Regions from separate parts of the Hordeum vulgare genome. Here region 2 is linked to region 1. Evidence: chromatin contacts called from public Hi-C data. All regions are on one chromosome and are shown on one strand. Each heading gives the region's core, a stretch centred on a gene start, on an enhancer-like site or on the middle of the called end of the contact. The rest is flanking DNA. Distances are from core to core; before and after follow the strand shown. Region 1 holds the start of LOC123402522 (nucleobase-ascorbate transporter 6-like). Region 2 holds the start of LOC123401848.

The links. Hi-C and Micro-C count contacts between places; a contact is called where the count stands out from the background.
Region 2: a Hi-C map of leaf shows a contact between it and region 1, with 6 times the contacts expected there. The contact joins the promoter of LOC123401848 here to the promoter of LOC123402522 in region 1. A contact is called at or near these places in 4 of 6 Hi-C or Micro-C datasets (leaf and seedling).

What each region holds. Positions count from the first base shown.
Region 1 is chr6H:508,966,674-508,971,893 of MorexV3_pseudomolecules_assembly, reverse strand. It overlaps LOC123402522 (nucleobase-ascorbate transporter 6-like), which reads right to left and starts at 3,223. Exons shown (of 14, transcript XM_045096442.1): 1 at 2,741-3,223; 2 at 970-1,067; 3 at 710-886; 4 at 519-619; 5 at 318-393; 6 at 182-241; 7 at 1-70. The coding sequence starts at 2,861.
Region 2 is chr6H:509,367,420-509,372,639 of MorexV3_pseudomolecules_assembly, reverse strand. LOC123401848 reads right to left here and starts at 2,690. Exons shown (of 3, transcript XM_045095706.1): 1 at 2,252-2,690; 2 at 1,985-2,151; 3 at 928-1,384. The coding sequence starts at 2,516. The coding sequence ends at 1,286.

The sequences.
Region 1 (5,220 bases), core at 1,974-4,473:
TGGGAATAGTGAAGAGAACAGCAAAACGGTCGAAGATCGACTTCATCATGTGGATGGTATGCGGCAGGTACTGCAAAAAATGAAAGGGTGAGGGGTGGGGCATAAAAATGCAGCTGGAGCACAAAGTTATGCTGCATAACAAAAGGTTAAAAATATTGAGTGCATAGGAATTGAGTCGAACCATGGCGAATATCACCAAAAGGATTAGTTCAGGCAGACCAATCTCAACACATTTAGCAACCTGTATATTTGTTGTTCAAACATAAGTATGTATGATTAAACAAGTATCGAGTAGAAACACAATGCTCAGATCTTACCGATGGAAAACCCAGCTCATACAGTCCAAAGCCAACTAACGCTATCAAAGGAGCAGCTGACAGTGGACTGAGATATCTGAAACAAAAATCAGTATATTCGTGAGATTGAAAGCTACTCCTGCTAGAACACTTCTTGCTTCAGTGCATATGGAACAGCAATTTAGTTGAGAAATAACAATTATGCGGTGTTCATCTTCCTACCTTGCAACATTGCGCCAAAGGCCACTGAAGCCAACTATGATCTGTAGTGCAGAAGCAACGATCAAAGCACCTTGCGTTCCACGCATGATTTTGAGGAATTTCTTCAAAAATAAAATCCAGGTGATTCATTAGTCTATATTTAGGAAAAGATTACTGGGAAGCAGGTAGAATTATCAGCCTTTTCAACATACAGTGTGCGGGTCTGGTTCGTTCGTGTAGCGCCCTGCGAGTATGATCGAAATGGTAGGCAGAACAAAGGTGTATGATCCACCAATCACCGCAGGCAATCGGGTACCAAAGAAACTCTGTAGAAGGGTGTTGATTCCAGCCACAAACAGCAATGTCTGGATAACAACTGCCTTGTCCTCCTAGCAAAGTTGAAACACCATTAGTCATCAATCAACAGATTCAGTCCAAAGCAACACCACTTGGTAATCTAGTGTAGCCTTACATTGTTCCCTCCCATCTGTGGAACAAGTGCAGTAGGTATGATAACAGTAGTTCCAAGCATGACCAGATAATGCTGAAAGCCAAGAAGAATGGCCTCCGCTGCATTATGTAAGATTTCATAATCAAATTTCAGAACCAAGTCATATAAGTTACACAGAATATAGTGGAAGTGTATAGATAAACTATTTCAATAGTTAAATTTTCCTGCTTTCTGTAGACATACTTCGCAAGGCAGGCTAGCAAAAAGATAAGAAGCAAAACATATTTTGTTGATCAAACTTTGAAGAAATGCATACAAAAATATAACTGCCGATATGACCACATCATCCAGTTTGAACAAGGACTTCTTGTTCATCATTTTTCCATGCAGAGTTCAACCTTACAACTCTCCCATGTAATGAGCAAGAGTTCAAGACATAAAAGGACTGTCATTAACACCCCCCCCCCCCCGGTCCTGATGCGTACAGAACTAAGTTCAGGAAGGGCGCGCATTAAATGCATAAAGAAGATTAGGATATAACAAAATAATGTGACTCTTTATTTGCAGTGTCAGCTTTACATGTTTATTTGACTCGGTTCAGACTCAGACACAGACAAGTGACTCATAACCAAACAAGAATTCGATCTTCTACAAAATGGATCATACTTATTACCGGCAGTACTATTTGTACTGAAGCGCCCGTACACAGAGCAAGCCGGTACATCCCTGCATTAACTTAAACAAAGCTGCTTGGAAACAAGCTACTACTATCTATCTAAAACAAACAAAGAATGTCTGATAACGCAGAAGGCAGAAAATGGAAATGAAAACGCCCTGCCAAGTATCTGGAGCATGAATGCAGCTGAGTGTGACAACGATGGGTGGACACGGACCTCCGGTTTGGAACCACCTACCGACACGGTCAGTGCCTAGGAATTCACTGGAACCACAGCACGGAACACGCCAAGTAAACATAGAAGAAGATAGTAGATCGGCAACAATATACTTATATAGTAACCGGAAAGAACGCCCGGTGCACGCGGTAAAGCAGAAACGAGTCAACGCGTGAGTTCATATGAAACCTTGGCTCATTTGTACTACCACCGTACAAAATCACAAATATAGCACCAGATTCCCGAAAACTCGTGAGAATAGAAGCCAGAATCAAAGGTAGATTGAGAAACCAGACCGCGACTTGAACATCAAAGGTGGGAACAACACCAAGAAAATCCATCGAAAAAACCCCACCCATCCGACAATCATGCAAATTCCTTGTCTGTTGAATGTCGAGTAGCATCAAGCCATCAATCAACACGGGTCAAAGCTTTGCAGCGTCAGCTATTATTATCGGATACAGATAAACTATGCAGAGGATATTCAACGCGGAACCTCATTAAAGCGCATTAATAAACTACTTGCAGGGGGAACAAAACGGAAAAGGCAGCCCGCTTTTTATTTTGGAGGAATATCCGAGTGAGAAACCGGGGAGGAAAGCTCGGGCGGGCAGGCGGGCAGGCAGATCTGGCGGCGGTTCCTCGCCGCGCAACAAGCCCGAGCGAAAGCGAGGCGCATCTGCGAGCCCCATCCACCAACCACCGAGGCCACGAAACCCACCACCCCCGAAAACGACGGGAGCAACGGCATGACCAGCAAGCAAGCAAGCAGCCCGTCCGTCGCCATCGCGACCGGGAAAACCCAGCCCCGCGAAGAGAAACCCCGAAACGGACGCCCGGAAAACCGCCGGTGATACGAGAGGAAGGGAGGGAGGAAGGGAGCGGAGCGGAGCACTCACGCCACGGAGGAGGGCTGGTGATGCAGTAGGAGACCCCGGGCAGCTGGTCCTTGACGGGGTGCGGCGCCATGTCGTCCTGCTTCTGGCCCCCGCCCCCGCCCCCGCCCCCGCCTCCGGCCATCTCTCCCGCGCCCCTCCGCCCCGCCTCAGATCACGCGCGCTCCTCCTCCTCCTCCTCCCGAGACCTCAAACCAGAGCCACAATGCGAGCCCGTGGAGCGGTAGCGGGGCAGTGAGGAGTGGGGGAGTGGCGTAGCGGTACAGCGGCCTCCAGTGGTGGTAGTGGTGGTGGTGGTATGGTATGGTAGTAGTACCACGGCTCCTCCCAAGGAAGGACGCTACCGCTAGCGTGTGGTGCTTGCGCTGCTGGGTGGTGGGTCCGTCGGAAGCGGTCAAAAAAGCGGCTCCAGCACGGCGCGCCGCTGCTGCGGTGCAGAGCGGGGTGGCAGGAGGAAGCGGTTGTTTTGTTCTGCCCCGCGTCGTCACCCTACCCCCTCTCTCTCTCTCTCTGCCTCGGTTTTGCCTTTGGCGTGGGGAGGGAAGGACGAGGGAGGGAGGGAGGGAGCGGTTCACGGCACCGCGCACGCCGGCGCAGCGGTCCAAAACCGCATTTACGCCCCCGCTTGTCCTGCGCGTGCGGCCCCTTGCGCCCCACCGCGAATCTCCCCTGTAGCTACAAGTATCCCACTGTACCAGTACTAGTACGTACGTAGCACTCCTCTTCTCTCTCCCCTGCCCCTGCTCGTGCTCGGCGGAGACGACGCTTCTGCGTGGCTTCTCCGCTTCTCGGATGGGAGTTCCGCATTCGCGGTGAAATCTTTCAGGGAAGCGTATTTTTGGAGTGGTGGTGGATAGATTTGGGCATTCGGTTTTCCGTTCCCGTTTCCTGGCCCGGTTGTTTGTTGCCTGGCTGGATGGCTCTTCGACTCGCCCCGGGTTTCCTGGTCGGCGGCGTGGCTGGGAACGTGGTTCCATCATGGATTGTGCGTGAAGAAAGGGGTTTTCCACCTTGCCCGGCCCAGCACTGCCACGGCAGTGCATGCACTGCACTACAGTGCTTTTCCTTGGGGAGCTGCTATGCAAGACAAGAGGAAAAAGAAGGGTAAAAGCCATGTCGACTGACTGAATTATTGTGCCTGTTTTCGGCAGGAAATGCCTTGTATACATATACATGATGAGGAGGTACTAGTACTACTCGTACTCGTACGAGCCGGATGGACGGGCTCCCTCCTCTTTTCACTTTCCCGTGTCCTGTTCCGCGGGAGATGTGAAAACAGCACGCAGGTGCGTACAGGGATGATGCTTTTGGCGACCTGTACGCGAACGCAAAGCAGCGCCGCCGTACGCACCGCGGCCCCCTATCATTGTGCTCATCCGCCTGCTGCCGCCCTTGCCGGCACCCCCCGTTTACTGCCGCGGCAGCATTTCGTTCGCTTTTTCCTCGCCGGGGCAGCCTCTCTCTCCATCTACGCGATGATTGGATTAGTCACGGACGGGCTCACACGCAGCAGCAATCCAATCCGCAGACAGCCCCACGGCACGGCATGTACATTATTCCCCCATTTATTTATTCCTGAATGAAACACCGTCGTGCGGATCAAATCTAATCTACAGAGACCACCACATGCTGCTGCTGCCGCCTGCTGGCCATCGTCCAACTACAGCTCCACTAGTCCACTATACTTACCGCGAGCAAAGTGCATGTCCTGACCATCCCCCCGTGGTCGTTAACCCAGGGCAGTGTAGTTTATTACCGGTAGTAGCTAACCTGCCTCGAACCGCTGAGGTTTTCCCGGCAAAAAGAGAAGCGCTGGCTGGGTTTTAGCAGGAGCAGTACCACAGGGTGGGCATTGATTAGGGAAAATGCGTGCATGGAGATCCCGGCCGTGCATGCAATGATTCATTTGAAGCGATCAATGAAGGTTGGCAGCAGGTTGGCGTGTGTATGTATGTAGGAGTAGCTCTCTGATGATGACTAGGCAGTGCAGTAGTAGTACTCCTACAGGGGAAGCAAGCAAAATGGGACAAGCGAGGGATACCCGCGACTGTTCAGAACCTGAAGAAGTAAATGCAGCGGAGTGAAGGATGTCACGCCAAAACTCTCTTCTGCGTTCATTGTCGGTCGGCTTGCGTTTACGGAATTGATTACGGAGCGTGATGAACGCGCAAGGTGGTCAAACGTTATTGCTGGGAGTAGGTATTACAGTACTATACTGTGCTGCATGCGTCTTGCACAAAGCCGATTTAAGGGCTGTGCACGCAGCAAAGGTGTCAGGAGTAAAAGCGCGGCTTGGGCTAGAGAGCGCGGGTTCCCCTGTTGCGTTGTGGGGGTGTCGAACGGGAGCCGTCTGATTGGAATTGACGGCGGATCGGCTGAAAGAGTGTGCTTGGTCAGTGCTGGTACCGTAGAGCCGTTCGAGTGGAGCGTACCTGCCCAAACGGGCTGCCCGACACGGCCCGTCAGAATCGTGTTTGGCACGG
Region 2 (5,220 bases), core at 1,441-3,940, 400 kb before region 1:
CCACCGTCATCCATGATCCATCGTTCTTCCAACCTGTAGCCAGCCAGCTTCGTTCAGGGTTCCTCTGATCAAGGAAAGCCGATCTGGTGGAAGCAAGCAATGGCATGGCTTTTGTGCAGAAAACACAATCTAAATCCAAGGTAAAGCGAAGATTTCATCTCCGGGGCGCGGACCGCGGGCTCGATCAGGTGTCAGCCTGCAGGCGATATCCAAAGCGTATGATTACCCTGCATAATTGGCCTTTTCATGGACAAAGCGCGCGGCCACCACCGGCAAGCTGCCACATATACCTACGGTTGATGCGTTGATGACTGGCCAAAAGTTGCCACATACGGGAAGAACTCACCAGTCACCCACCCCCGGTCGGCCCGCGCTGCCCCGCCATGGGAGGCTGGGTGGATCCATTTGGTGCCGGCCACATTAACTAGTGGTAAGCACAGTAGCTGACGCCAGTATTCAATCGCCGCGGGTTGCGGTTAGCGACGAGCAGGAGTAACTAACAGCTTGGCCATTAACCTACAGTCAAGAAATGTCAGCTCCTGTGTTGCTCAGGGCAGCAGCGGCACATCGCAGCCCACAGAGAGCATGTGACCAACCACCGTTGCCAAATGCCAAAGCGCCAAACAGACAGAGCTTGCTAAGGTATCGTGGGCGTCAAAAAATTTAAAATCGCTTCGCAGGAGCTTAAACTAATGTGCAGCGCCGACGCGAATCTGCCCAACGAGCTTCCAGCCCAAAAGGCTCTCATCAGACGATTGATTCCATCCCACCATCTGCACCTGCAGCTGCCGCTTGCAGGAATGCAGGTGAACCATAGCCGGCACCACCGAGCCCATGATTGCGAGCTCGGCACCAAGAGATGCGACAACAAAATACAGAGGAATGTCTGATGCCATCAGAGGCTATGAACGTTGAACGAGATCGATGTACAAGGCAATGGCGTCATCTCTTGTATGGATGTATTAGCTACTCGTGTTCTGAACTTGTTTCATGCATCTTAATCAGGTGCAGACGTATCAAGAGAAAGAGAAGAAAATAAAAAAAAAGGCAGTCTCACTCTCACTAACAGATCCTGACGAGAAACGCTGAAGATGTACAGACGACACAGGACACGCTCCGATCGACGGAGTCGCTTCAGAAGCGGCCCGCTCGCCTCGGGGTGTCGATCCAACGCAGACGTGGGCGGCAGCAACCCATGAACACGAGCTAGATTAATCTGTCGAAGCCCCGGTGGACGCCGAAAATACAGAAGATCCACCGAGGGCTGTGCACGTATGGCCGGGCATCAGCTCGCGGCCTCGTCGATGCTGTGCAGCGAGGGCCGCCATTGCCGGTGCCGGGCGCCGGAGCTCCGGTGGCCGTCTCCTCCGTCCTGCCGCGCCAACTGCAATCAAGTAGAGTAATCAGAAGGTGGAACATCTGCATGTTGCCGCGGTTCAGAGCGGAAGCAGAAGAAGGGATCTCGCAGACGACGATTCTTTGCTCCTGACACTAGTTGCGACTCTTCCTTACTATTTTATTTATCATCATGAATACATGATTGTTTTATCATTCTGCTTCCCCCCCTATTTTAAGCATTAAACTCCCTTCTGGACGGTACAATGGCATCAATCAGTTGGATCCACAGGACCACATCTTGTTTTATGCGTGCCAATTGGGGATTGAGAATTGTCAGGTACTAATACTATTCCAAAGTGATTCTCTCCATTGAGCTAAGGGCTGCCATTTCTGCGAAAACTAGGCAGATTTTATAGCTGTGAAAATTCTAATGGCAATTAGTAGCAGATAAAATTCATCCTCCCAGTGTTGTGTGTGGACGAACTGAGGAAGACATGAGAATCGCGAGGAACAACTAACTAGTAACCCTTGGAGAGAAGGCGATTAAAAGGCGCATCAATCATGCAGAGAACGTGCATGGCGGCATCGGCAGAGAGAGGGAGAAAAAAGTAGTTGGATTGAAGAGAGCGCAAGTCCATGTAACCACCTGATCGAGACTCTCATCCAAGCTGGCCTCGTCGTCGTCGTCATCGTCGTCACCGTCGGCCGCCGGCCGCAGTTTGCTCTGCCGCGTCGAAGACTCCAGCTGCTGGAGCTGCTGCCGCGCCTTCCTCAGCTTCTCCTCCTTCCTCGCCTGTACGGCCTTGGTCACCTCTGCACGCACCATTTTCCCATGCCACATGTCAGCGTCAGCAGGGAGAAGCGGGGCAGAGGAGGACGACGAGGAGCGTAGCTAGCTCGAGTCGGAGCTCACCGTTGGCGGTGATGAGGCGGTAGACGTGGCCGAGGAGGAGCGTCTCCTTGGGCTTGAGGAGCTTGACGCGGGTGAGGCGCACGGTTCGGCGGGCGCCGGCGTCCTGGCGCTCCTCGGCGACCCGGAGCGTGACGAGCGCGACGTAGTGGCCCGGGTTGGCGCGCATCACCTCCGCCGCGGGGGCGGACCAGTAGAGCCGCTCCACCCGCCCGCCCGGGTGCTGCACCACCGCCGCCGCCACCTCCGCCGCCTGGCAGTTCCCCATCCCCGCTCGCTCCGGCCGCCCGCCCGCCCGCAGACGCGCGCTCCCCGTGACCAGAGCTGGGTGGGTCCTGGTCCTGGCTCAACGTAGCCTGTGCCGGCCGGGGAAACGTGGGCGAGGGAGCAAGTGGCGAGCTGTGTGGTGCACCACTGTTTTATAAAGAGGAGAGAGAGCAACGGCTCGGTTGCCGGGGTGGTACCGTGGTGGTGGTGGTATATATCCCGTCCCGGTGACCGGCCACGTAGTTACGGTTCGTTTTCGACCGCTTCGCTTTCGCGTCGCGAGCACCACGTGAACGGACGTTGTCAGTCACGTACGACTAGTGCATTTTTGGGTGCTCGGGGTATCTCGGACCCTCAACGTCCGCAAATAACAGGACCAACGTGTCCGGACTCTGTAAAGCCATCCAACATGAAGAGCCCGTCGGTACACGGACGAATCTATATGCCCGAAATTCCGCAACCGGACGCAAATCAGTCGAGGTATGCGGGCTTTCAAACTGACTTCACTGTACAGTGCAGCATCTTGGTCACATCCAACACCCTCTTCGCATGCAACGGTTACCGCGCACTCATGTCGGTCAACCTGCTTCAAGGCAGACGTGACTCAACAGTATTGATGTCGATCGAAGCGATGTCAGAATGAGTGGGATGCACCTCTTCAATGTCGACATGACGACCGAGAAGCTTTCTCCGGTCGGTCGTCCAATCGAAGAGGTGCTCGTGTAGTCGTGTGTTCGCCTTTGTTGTGAGTATACAAGCATGGCTTCGGCATTGTCCACACCGCTCCATCTTATATTCGCTCATAGCCGCTCCGCTTCACTTCTCTCATCGCCTTCGTTGATGCCGGAGACTTAGTTTTCGGTGTCGACATGTCGTAGATCTGGATTATGGCACCACCACCTTCGCCCTACGAGACCATCGACATCCACGACAGTCAGGTCCTTCAAGAAGGAGGAGATCATCATCTCCTCCGACAACGAGAAGGAGTAGGAGCAATAGTAGTCGGACTCTGTAAAGCCATCCAACATGAAGCCCGTTGGTACACAGACGAATCTACATGCCCGAAATTCCGCAACCGGACGCAAATCAGGGGAGGTATGCGGGCTTTCGGACTGACTTCATTGTACAGTCCGACGCCTTGGTCCCATCCAACACCCTCTTCGTGTGCAATGGTTATCGCGCACTCGTGCCGGTCAACCTGCTTCAAGGCAGACGCGACTCAACGGTTTTGATGTTGGTCAAAACGACGTCGGAACGAATGGGATGCGCCTCCTCAATATCGACGCGGCTATTGAGAAGCTTTCTTCCGCCGGTCATCGAATTGAAGCGAGGTGCTCGTCTGTTCGCCTTTGTTGTGGGTATATAAGCGCGGCTTCGACGTTGTCCACACCGCTCCATCTCACATCCTCTTATATCTGCTCATAACTGCTCCGCTCCACTTCTCTCACTACCGTCGTTGATGTCGAAGTCTTGGTTCTCGGCGTCGGCACGTCGTAGATCCGAGTGGCCTTCCAGATCCGGATTGTGGCACTACCACCTTCGCCCTCCGAGGCCATCATCATTCACGACAATCAGCTCCTTCGAGAAGAAGGAGATCATCATCTCCTTCGACAACGAGAAGGAGTTGGAGCAACAGTAGTCATGTTACCCTCGTCGTGAAGGCGCAAACGGAGATCATGCTCGACCAGTCCCTCAAGTACCGTTGTCTGTTGCCGTCCCCGTCGTCGTGAGATTGCGTAAAGGCATCCCCCCAATTGCGATGTCCAAATCAAACGTTGCGTGAAGGAGCGGGTGTCACCACCACATCGACGAGCCGGCGTCTCATGCGGCAAGGTCGTGAGGAGGAGGTATCCCCATGATCGCGGAAAGGTGTGTGTGCGTCTCCTCCACTACCTCGGTGGTCACGGTGGCCACGACTTCTCATCGCAAATCATCATGTCAGCAGAGGAGAGAGTGCCCCGGGAGGCGAAGCAGAGGAAGTGACATGCCTTGAGGCATTTATGAAGTGTGATGCCACGCCGGCCTGGGTCCTGATGGGCGACGGCTTCATGAAGGCTTGGCCTTTTGATCGGTCGGTGACTCAACGACACCTCCGTCGTCGCTAGCGAGTGCAAGGATCCCCAACCAAAGGGTGTGTGTTGGGTGAGGCGGCCGTCCACATGACGCAAGAGGAAGTCGAGCGCTCCTCCATAAGTATTGGCGGCCACGCAAGGCTATCACGCCCCTGTGCTCTTTCGTCATTGGAAGGATCACTCTCACACCAACTACGACGGCATCACAAACAATGACGAATGTGTCGTTGGCCAGCCGGTCAAGCCTATGAGGTCGCCGGCCAGCCGCTCAAGCGCATGAGGTCGCTATCCGGTACAAACTAGTGTTGTTTTTTTAAAAGTTAGTTGATCGACGTAATATCATCCGATTTATGTGAATTATGTCCAAGTTTATATCAGTTTGCATGAATTCCATCATGTTCACATGAATAATATAATTTGTTTATATCACGGGCAAATAATTAGGGCACAAATGATCGCGGCCTATCATTGTTTGTGAAGAATCCGGATTCGTCCGTGAACAAATACTAGTAAGAGTATCTCCACTCGGCCTGGAGGACGCCCTAAGCATTTTTTTAATACCGGTGGTAGAAAAAAGTCCCGGTCAGGCGGTCATGCTCTGAGGACGTTATTTTGTGTCAGATTTGGACAAAA